2 separate regions of the Hordeum vulgare genome follow, and region 1 is linked to region 2. Evidence: chromatin contacts called from public Hi-C data. All regions are on one chromosome and are shown on one strand. The core of a region is the stretch at or near the end of the contact, and the rest is flanking DNA. Distances in the headings are between cores, read along the strand shown.

Region 1 (5,469 bases), core at 1,886-4,385, 200 kb before region 2:
GAAGTTGCAGATGCCTTATTTCAGATTGGTCCCATGAAAGCACGAGGACCTGATGGATTCCCGGCTCGTTTCTTTCAGTGCAACTCGGGAGTTCTAAAAAATGACATTACTGCCGCAATGTTGGAATTTTTCTCCACTTGACATATGCCACCCGGTGTTAACGCCACTGCAATTGTTCTGATTCCTCAAGTATCATGGCCAACAGATTTGAAGGACTTCAGACCAATAGGCCTATGTAATGTGGTTTATAAGGTAGTGTCGAAGTGCATCGTTAACCGTCTTTGTCCCTTGTTGATGGATGTAATCTTTGAACACCAGAGCGCGTTCATCCCAGGTCGATTAATATCTGATAACACCACCATCGCTTTTTAGTGTATCCATCATATTCAAACTCGCGCCAGGAGGATTCGTATTGTGCTTATAAATTGGATCTGTCAAAAGCTTACGATAGAGTGGGCTGGGATTTCTTGGAGAATGCATTGCTTAAATGGGGATTTTCTTGTACTTGCGTCAATCGTATAATGGTGTGTGTTAAATCTGTCAAGTACTCTATCAAGTTTAATGGGAAACTCTTGGATCAATTCTCACCTTCTCGTGGCCTTCGACAAGGTGACCCTCTATCCCCTTTTTTGTTCCTATTTGTGGCTGATGCTCTCTTTGCTTTGTTGAATAAAGCTATACGTGATGAGGGATTGGAAGCTCTGAAAATCTGCAGAAGGGCGCCGACAATATCCCATCTATTATTTGCAGATGATACCCTCCTTTCCTTTAAAGCGAGACCTGACCAAGCTATGATTGTCAAAGAGGCGTTGAGCACGCATGCAAGTGCGACGGGACAACTTATAAACCCGGTCAAGTGCTCCATCTTATTCTTCGACAATTGTCAAATGTATATCTTCGATAGCATAAAGAGCATTCTTGATATAACACAGGAGGTGTTCGACCCCAAGTATTTGGGCTTACCGATTCCAAAAGGCAGAATGAGTAAGGGTATTTTACAGCCCTTGCTAGCGAAATTAGCTAAACGATTTGAAGATTGGAGTGAGAGATATATGTCTATGGCGAGCAAGGAAATTCTCATAAAAAGTTGTAGCACAAGCAATACCTACATATACTATGAGCGTGTTCAAGTAACTCCTGTCAGTTTGTGATGAATTGACTCGTCTCATTAGGCAATATTGGTGGGGGTCGAAGAGGGAAAGAGGAAGATGGCATGGGTCTCATGGGATAAAATGATATTGCCGAAGTCTATGGGAGGCATGGGCTTTCGAGATATGAGGGCTTTCAACCAGGCCCTCGTGGCCAAGCAAGCTTGGAGACTTCTCATGAATCCAGGAAGGTTGGTTGCACGGCTTCTCATTGCTAAATATTATCCTATGGGCAGATTGGTCGACATGGTATTTACAGGTAACGCGTGTGCTATATGGCGTGGAATTGAACATGGTTTGGAACTAATCAAGAAAGGCATGATTTGGCGAGTGGGCAGCGGGAAGATGATTAAAGCGTGGAAGAATCCGTGGGCTCCAAGAGGCCCATCCTTAAGGCCAATCGCTTCTAAAGGGCATTGTCGGCTGAACAAAGTTTCAAATTTCCTCCAGGGCAATGGGAGCCGGGATATCGTGTTTCTGAACACTTTCTTTACCCCAGCTGATGAGCAAGTAATTCGAGCAATCAGAACCTCCCCAAGTCAAGAGGAGGATTTCATATCCTGGTTCCCTGGTAAGTTCGGCCAGTTTAGTGTTAAGTCCGCTTACCACCTAGCCATGCAAGAGCACATGCAGACTAATGGGAATGGTGCTTGCAGCGCGAGGTCTGAAGGAGATTGCCCTTGGTGGAACCTTATCTGGCACGGCAAAGTTCCAAACAAAATGTGTTCCTTTGCGTGAAGAGTGGTTGTAGATGCGTTGCCAACAAATGAATGCAAAGCTAGACACCATATCCCAGTGCAGGCTGCATGTCAGGTGTGTGGTGCGATGGAGGATAGTTCCTTCCATGCCCTGGTGATCTGCCCAAAATATCTGGAGCTTTGGGATTTGATGCGACAAGACTGGCCGCTGCAGGCTAAGGAGAAGCTTGTGGATACGGGCAAGGAATGTCTGTTCGGCATCCTGACCGACCACAACGAGGAAGTTCGTGCTATGATCATTATCCTGCTATGGCGGATTTGAAGTTTGCGTAATGATATGCTTCATGACAAGATGATCCCTCCACCAGAGATCTCACGATCATTCATCCTAAGCTACTTGAGTTCGTATAGCCACACTCAAAGGTATGGTATGGAAGACATACTCAAATGGAAGATGCCCGTAGTCGACACGCCGAGCTGCTCGGTTCTCATTCACAAGGAAATCAAACCATGGCCAAAACCACCTCTAGGTTGGGTGGCCTTATCGGTGGATGGAGCTTTTGTAAAGGAAACCGAGAGGGCAGGTTCATGTATGATTCCGACAGACTCGGAAGGCGCAGTCCTATCTATACCATTGCAAGGATGCCCCTGAGTCCGAAATGAGTGCTGTCCTCGAAGGAGTCTCTTTCAGTGTGCAACATTCTGATCTTCCTATAATGATTCAATCTGATAGCTCCATCGTGGTGGCGGCGCTTACAGATGGCTCTCTCCAACGATCTGCTTACGATCATCTTATGATGGAAATCAAGAAGCTTTTGAAATCGTGTGGTTTTATTCCGCAGAAGATTGATCGTCTTTAAAATAAAGTTGCTCATAGTCTAGCTAATATAGGTTGCTCTCGAGGTAGCACCATCTGTTGGTTGCGCCGTGTTCCAGACAATACCACACATCTTATTTTAACAGATTGTAACACTATTTCAGAGGAATAAAACTCTTTTATCCTGCAAAAAACATAAAATAAAGAACCACATGAAAAAAAACTCGCAGTCTCTCGCAAAAAGAAAGAGAACAGTAATATTTTAACAACGATGACATCGCCACCGAAATACAATTTCGCGGCCGAAAGAATACTGGGCCAGGAAAAGAAAAAACCCTATTGGGAGGAGTGTGCTGTTTCGTGCTGGAACGCGGAAGGCCCAGTACGATTTGGGAGGGGGGGAGCTGGCAGGCGCCGCGGGATTTCCGCATTATTTTAAAACTTTTACCGCCCACCTCTCGCCAGCACGTGCGCTCCACTCGCCCAAAATCCCCCAAATTTCTCCAATCCCACCAAGCGAAACCAGACCAGAGCTCAACCCAGCGCCGCGCGGGCTTCTTCTCCCTCCTCCTCTTCGAATTCGCGTGTTTTGGCGGCCATCTTCCCTCCCATTCCTCCAATCCTCTCTACATAACCGCCTCCGCCTCCCGCCTCCCACCTCCCCCGCCGCGCACCGAATCCCAAAGCCCTACCCCGGTGAGCACCAGCCCGCCGACCATGGCCGACAAGGAGAACGCGGCCCCCGCGGCGGGCCCCCGGCTCACCCGTGCCGCGGCCAAGCGCGCCGCCACCTGCTCCGCGGGGCCCTCCGGCGGCGCCAAGCGGAAGCGGGTGGCGCTCAGCGAGCTCCCCATCGTCTCCAACGCGGGGGTCGCCCTCCGCCAGCCGTCCAAGCCCGCCAAGCCCGCGGCTGCGGCCGAGGGGGAGGACGAGCACGGGGACGTGAGCAGGTGCGCGTCCACCTCGCCGTCCCCCGCCGGGGAGGAGGTCAGCGGCGGCGGGGGCCGCGGCGAGGCCCAGCTCAGCGGGTCCTACGCCTCCGACATCTACACCTACCTCCGCACTATGGAGGTACGGCACTCCCATTCCCGATCTCCATTCCTGGCCGTCGGATGCCTCGATCCGCTGGCGCTGGGGTTAGGTGGGAACCACTGCTCTGAGGTCTAATCGTTGGTTCGTCCAAATGTGGGTGTGCAGGTGGAGGCGCCGCGCCGGCCGGCGGCGGATTACATCGAGACGGTGCAGACCGACGTGACGGCCAACATGCGGGCTATCCTAATCGACTGGCTCGTCGAGGTCGCCGAGGAGTACAAGCTCGTCGCCGACACGCTCTACCTCACCGTCTCCTATGTCGACCGCTTCCTCTCCGCCAACCCGCTCAGCCGCAACAGGCTGCAGCTCCTTGGCGTCGCCGCAATGCTCATTGCCTCGTAAGCGCAGCCTCCCGTTCCAATGCCTTGAAGGGTCCGAAGAGATTTTGAGGATTGATTGAGTAGGGTTGGCTTTGGGGTGGTTGCAGGAAGTACGAGGAGATCAGCCCCCCGCATGTGGAGGACTTCTGCTACATCACTGACAACACCTACACCAGGCAGGAGCTCCTCACCATGGAGAGCGACATACTCAAGCTCCTCAACTTCGAGATAGGCAGTCCGACCATCAAGACCTTCATTAGGTGGCATACTGTCACTGATCCAATAGTTCATAATCTCTGCCTATTTTCATTCTGTGTCTAACTGAATCTTTGTGCATTCCCCCCCATGTTTTGCTTATTTCAGGCGGTTTACAAGATCTGGACCAGAAGACAAGAAGGTGACTACTACCAATCCTTTAAATCCTCCATATTGGACCCATCTGGTTTAATTCTTCCTCAACTGCTTATGTGTGTGGATGCCTGAAGTTATTTTTGCATGCTTGTCACAGCGCTCCAGCTTATTACTGGAGTTCATGGGTAGCTATCTTGCTGAGCTGAGTCTTCTGGACTACAGCTGTCTCCGGTTCTTGCCATCAGTGGTTGCAGCTTCATCAATTTTTCTTGCTAGGCTGACCATTGGACCAGACACTAATCCTTGGGTAAGAGTGGAGACGTAGAATGTCAAAGCTTTGAATGTTGCTTTCGACATTTGAAAGTTGTCAAAGCTAAAGCTATCCTGTGATTATGTGGTTGCAGGGCAAGGAAATGCATAAACTGACGGGCTACGGGGCATCAGAGCTGAAGGATTGCATTATAGCCATACATGATTTGCAGCTCAACAGAAAAGGTCCATCATTACCAGCAATTCGGGACAAGTATAAGCAACACAGGGTATGCTCAACTCCAGCAGTTATGTAATATTCTTCTCATGTTGTTATACTTGTATTGTTTGATCTAATACTCTAATCATTTGCGACAGTTCAAATGTGTATCGATGTTGCTTCCTCCTGTCGAGATCCCTGCATCATACTTCCAAGACTTAACAGAATAGCTGTTCCTGGACCGCTCCACTGTAAAGCTAATAACTCCGAGCTCATCTTGAGCTCCTTGGGATAAGGGAGGATTACAGTTTCAGAGCAGGTTCTCAGACAAGTTAGAATGCTGGAAGCTGTTTAGACGCTGGAGGTTTTAAAGCCTAACCAGGAGCTTTTCAAATTCATTTAGGAGCTAGGCTTATCACAAGTAGGAGGCCAGGCATTCTCTTCTTTTGTAGAATTGTACTTGTGTATTATATCTTAGAACATTGTGCCTTGGTCTGTTTGGCCACATATCTGTAATGTTTGATATATGTTGATCCATTGCCTTTGCTGATTCTTTTTCTTTTGATTCATTACC
Region 2 (5,012 bases), core at 1,385-3,884:
AAAATTAACACGGTTGTAGCAAAAGTAAAAACATCGATTGTAAACAAAAAATCCGACGAATTCGAGTTGCAACCAAACGTACATGCAGCTTTTTTACTAGGACAAAAAAATAATAAGAAAACACTTGCAGCAAATATAACGTTGGTTGCAACATATTTAAACGAAAAATGTTGCATCCATTGATCAACGAAGCGCGCGGATGAAAAAAATGTTGCAAGGGCCCGTGCGCGAAGGCACGTCGTTTCGGCATTCCCTTTATCTTAGCCAGACTTTGTTGTGCCAGACTCCATAGGCTAGTCTCCCTAGAAACGTCTATCAAACAGGCCCATTGTATTTGTATCCTGACATCACCAATTTATAAAGAGCGTCAATTTCTGTCTCCAAAATAAGCGTCGATTTCTGAATCCAAGTACTCATGTTAACCATCAGAGCATTTTCGATCTCTGAATCAGAAGAGCATTTCTCGAATTTCTGAACCAAACGCGTCGTCAAGTTTTATATGACCTTCTCAACTTGCATTATAGCGCTTTTGTAAAATTTGATTGTTGCATCTGGTTGTATTGCTACCGTCTCTGTAAAATTTGGTTGTTGATTTTGCTGGCGCTCCCTTGGTAGTCTTTCATTTTGTTTCTATTTTGTGTGGCTGTGTGCCTTCAAACATATGCTACAACTTGTATACTCAGTAGAGGCTAAAAAAAAAGGCTTGTAATGTTCGGTATCATCTAAAGGAATCTAGCTGCAAGTACTACTCGCAACGATCACTGGCACCACTGCACCACTGCTAAACATTTTTAATTCAGATTTATGCCCTTTTTCTTCAGAAACCTGTCCGCAGTCAGTCACCAAGTGGAAGCAGAGAGCACACCCTTGACAAACTCCCGGGGCCGGCAGACAGTCACCAACGGCGACGCCATTGGCATTGTCAGCCCGCCACCTTCGGCCATGTCGATGGTGTCGCCCTCACCAGCATCCCACTCAAAGCACTGCACGAGTGCTGCCACAGTCAAGCTAACAAGGCGCATCGCCAGCCCCTCCCCGGGGCATCGCCTCCGACCAAACCCGAACGGCAGCATGGGCGTGGTGACCGTGTCTCTATCCATGAAGCGCTCCGGCCTGAACTCCTCTGGCGCATCCCATATCTTGGCGTCCCGGTGGATCGCCCATGCGTTCACGAGGATCATCGTGCCGCGCTGGACATGAAAGCCACCCACCGTGCAGTCCTCCATGGCCTCGTGCGCAGGGATAATTGGGCCGACAGGGCAGAGCCGGAGGGTCTCCTTGACAACGCACTGCAGGTAAGGTAGGTTGGTGATGTCTGACTCCTCAACCAGTCGGCCCATGCCGATGTTGGCGTCTATCTCAGCCCTCGCCTTCCGCATCACCTCTGGGTGCTTCAGAAGCAGCGCCATCGCCCACTCCGTGGTCAGCGCCGATGTGTCGGTGCCGGCGGTGAGCAGTACCTGAATGTCGGTACCATGTTGCTGTCACAGATCGCCAAATGGCACACACGGTGGTGGTGGTGGTGTCACGCATGAAGTTTGCAAAATACGCTACTCACCAGGACGATGCCCTTGACGACGGTGTCAGTGTAATACCCGGGATCAGCCTCTTGGTGCTCCAAGAGCACGTCGATTACGCCCTTCTTCTCCACGTCCCGGCCACCGGCATTGCGCATTCGCCGGTGGCCATCGATGAGGGCACCGACGAACGCGTCACGCCTTGTCTGCAGGCTTACAAGCGCCGCCTCGACGCCGCGGAGACGGTCGACCCAGCGAAGCGCCGGGAAGAAGTCCCCGATGCTGGGCGCGCCGCTCACCGCAAACGTCTCCTCGACGATCTCCTGGATCCTACGGACGTCGCCGGCAAGCCGGCGCGCGGTGAGCGCGCGCAGCATCACGTTTAGCACCAGCTCGAAGAGCCTGGGCCGGAGGATAACAGTCCCACCCCCGGCGCTAGCGTTGGCGTCGTGGAGCAGGTTCTGGACGAGGGACGCGACCTCGGCGTGGCGGTCACCGGCGAGCGCGGCGAGGCGGGAGGTCGAGAAGAGCTCGACGTTGAGGAACCGGCGCAGGCCTCGCCAGTGGCCACCGTGGGAGGCCCAGACGACGGTGGTGCGCCCGTACCCTAGGTGCTCCGCGGCGAGCATCCGCGGCCGGCCCGCCAGCGCGGCGTCGTGCGCCGTGAAGCACTCCTCGGCGGCCGCGTATGTGGACACGACCAGCGCCCGGCGCGCGCCCAGACGCAGCGACAGGAGCGGTTCCGACCCGGCGAGCGCGGCCAGCGAGCGGTGCAGCGGCTTCTTGAGCAGGTGCAGGTGGCCGAGCAGCGGGAGCGATGGAGGGCTCGGCGCGCTGATGCTCCCGCCCCCCCACCGTCGCCTCAGCCTAACAAAGACAGCGACGACACCGGCGACGAGGAGTAGTAGGAGCACGAAGACGCCGCCGCTGGCCGTTCTCTCCGTGTCCGTGGCGTCCATGGCTCGTGTCGTCGGTTGTCCGTCCCTACCACCGCGTGGACAGGTTCGAGACAAGCAAACGCATGGCCTTTGCCACGACACGTACAGTGCTATGGCAGAGTCATCTTCATGTAGTAGTAGGCTAGTAGCCCCGAAGTTGCCGAGTGGAGGATGACCGTCACATGGTACTTACTTATGGGGAATCGTCTGCACACGTGGACCAATCAAAAATGCTAGACATACAAAGAGTTATAGAAGGTTATTTAATTAGATTTTTTTTAACTAACCACTTGCTATCTGATTTTTAAGAGGGTGCAGGCCTCATTTCCTTAATCTCCAATCAAAATTCACGTATTAAAATCCATATAAATTTATGTATGTGTAGCATTGGTCGTGGACCAATGAGCTGCTGTTTCATTTTCATCATTGGTAATGCGGTAGGATTAGAGCATCTACAGCCGGACTTACCCCGGTGGACGCATGTGGACAAGCCCGTGGACGCGTCAAGATTGCTCTTCATATTTCATTATGTGCATCCATGTGCCTTATATCCGTACTTTTAAATTTATATAAAATCATACACGTCATAATTCAACCAAACGGACATGTCTCTAGTTCCATTTGATCGCCGCCACTCGCTTCTTCAACTCCAAGCCGCCTCTCTATCCTCGTCTGATCCCACTCCATTCTCTTCCTTTGCTCATCCCACATAAGCTTGCATTTCTCCTCTTTCTTGCTCTCCCTTGCCGAAAAATGTTCTTTCATATGGACGCCATTTTTGTAGCTACGGCGTCACGGAAGATCCTTGCTTTCTCACACTTAGTTCCCATGAGTAACCGATTATCCTTTGGCACCGTACCTTTTTCATTGGTGATGACAACATCATCATCATCATCGTTCAATCCAGTGAATTGGTGGGAACTTGAGCCAACTCCGTCTCCCTCTGTCGCTGCAGGTGACGGTGTAACTTACGGGCGATGTTCTTCGGCTTGCAAGACAAAGCGGAGGAAGGGATGTCGACGGACGAGGCGGACTGCGTCTCCCTCGCGACGGTCGAGGACAGGGTGGAAGACATCATGGCGGCAGATCGGGACAGGTGGTGTCGAAGGAGAGCAAGGGTGCCGGACGGCGAGGGGTTGGGCAAGGGAAATGTTGGCGGACGACGGGAGGAGGAGGAAGGGTTTCGGGTCTGGTTGTCGGGTCCGACGTGACGGGCATGTCCAGGCTCCCCACATCCATCCTATATTTGAGCTGAAAATGAGGTGTGTCGGTCAGCCCGGACGTTTGAGACAGGTTTAAGAGGTCCATCTAAATCGAATTTTTGTGACCACGTAATGATCGGATAGCATTACTGGACGTTTGATACTCTTATACTAGTCTAATTGGATTCAGGTTTTCTTTTTCTCTTTTTAAGTCAAGGTCTCTTTCTCGGCGTAATGCGCTGTAGAATCAATTTTTCGTCTCTTTGGAGATGCCGCAGAGCAAAACGCCTTGGATCCATTGGATTGGATTGAACGCTAGAGTTAACTTCCGTCGCGCTAACTAGCTAATGTTGATGCTTCAGTGACAAAGAGATGGATCTTTCGGGGCTGTGGGGCCATTTGTACGAACGAAACGAGACCTTTCCGGTGAGCCTCAGAGGTGGCTTTCAACAATATCAATAATCTGTGTCGAGGGTTTCAGTTTCGTGTTTTGTGGATAGAACACTTATGAATTGTTTGTATCAATTTTCATTCGTTTTTTCCATAAATTAACTGAATAATTCTTTTTTTCTTAATTAATCAATGAAACAAACGTTTTGCTTTCGTTAAAATATATATATATATATATATATATATATATATATATATATATATATATATATATATATATATATATATATATATATATATATATATCAGTAATCCTCAAGTTTTTGCGCTAATAGAGAGGCTCAAACTCTCGCAGATAATCGGTACCTATTTTCCAAGGATCTCGATTGCTTCGGATTACAAGGTGCTAATTGATGCTATAAAGAAAGGTATACCGGAGCTAGTTTTGGTGTTGTAACTTGAGAAATGGTTGCTAGAGCTAGAGATTTTGTAGTCTGTTTCTTTAGCCTTGAATTTAGAACCTCAAATGTCAAGGCTCATAATCTGGTAAAGTATACTTTATTTATACGGTTTATGTGTCATGTTTGGTTAGGTCATGTCGACGAGCTTATATTTTCATTGAAGACGCGCGCATCATATAGGCGCGACTTCACTGAAGTAAACAGTAAAATGAGCCGGCCCATTCGAAACTCGCGCATTGTGTCCTAGCTTTGTTTTTTGTTTTTCTTTTCATTGTGCTTTTTGGTTTCAGTTTTTAGTTTTTTTCTAGATTTGGTTTTCTCACACGGACATCTTTTAATATTTGGAGTGAATGTTTCAAAAGAACGGGGATATCGACACAAACCATCAAATTAAAACTGGATGGATGAAGTGACGCTAAGCTTGTCGCATTCTGTGTGACAAGAGAGTGCCACTAAAAACTAAAAGGCGAGTTCTATAGAACGGTGGTTCGACCCACAATGTTC

Evidence for each region. Hi-C and Micro-C count contacts between places; a contact is called where the count stands out from the background.
Region 1: a contact with region 2 is called in a Hi-C map of leaf, with 2.3 times the contacts expected there. The contact joins the promoter of LOC123395514 here to the promoter of LOC123397516 in region 2. A contact is called at or near these places in 3 of 6 Hi-C or Micro-C datasets (leaf and seedling).

The regions. Positions count from the first base shown.
Region 1 is chr5H:70,580,182-70,585,650 of MorexV3_pseudomolecules_assembly, reverse strand. It overlaps LOC123395514 (cyclin-A3-2-like), which reads left to right and starts at 3,135. Exons shown (of 7, transcript XM_045090516.1): 1 at 3,135-3,734; 2 at 3,861-4,093; 3 at 4,183-4,335; 4 at 4,439-4,472; 5 at 4,584-4,733; 6 at 4,831-4,965; 7 at 5,054-5,445. The coding sequence starts at 3,381. The coding sequence ends at 5,125.
Region 2 is chr5H:70,379,958-70,384,969 of MorexV3_pseudomolecules_assembly, reverse strand. LOC123397516 (cytochrome P450 81Q32-like) reads right to left here and starts at 2,634. Exons shown (of 2, transcript XM_045092046.1): 1 at 1,559-2,634; 2 at 688-1,460. The coding sequence starts at 2,476. The coding sequence ends at 840.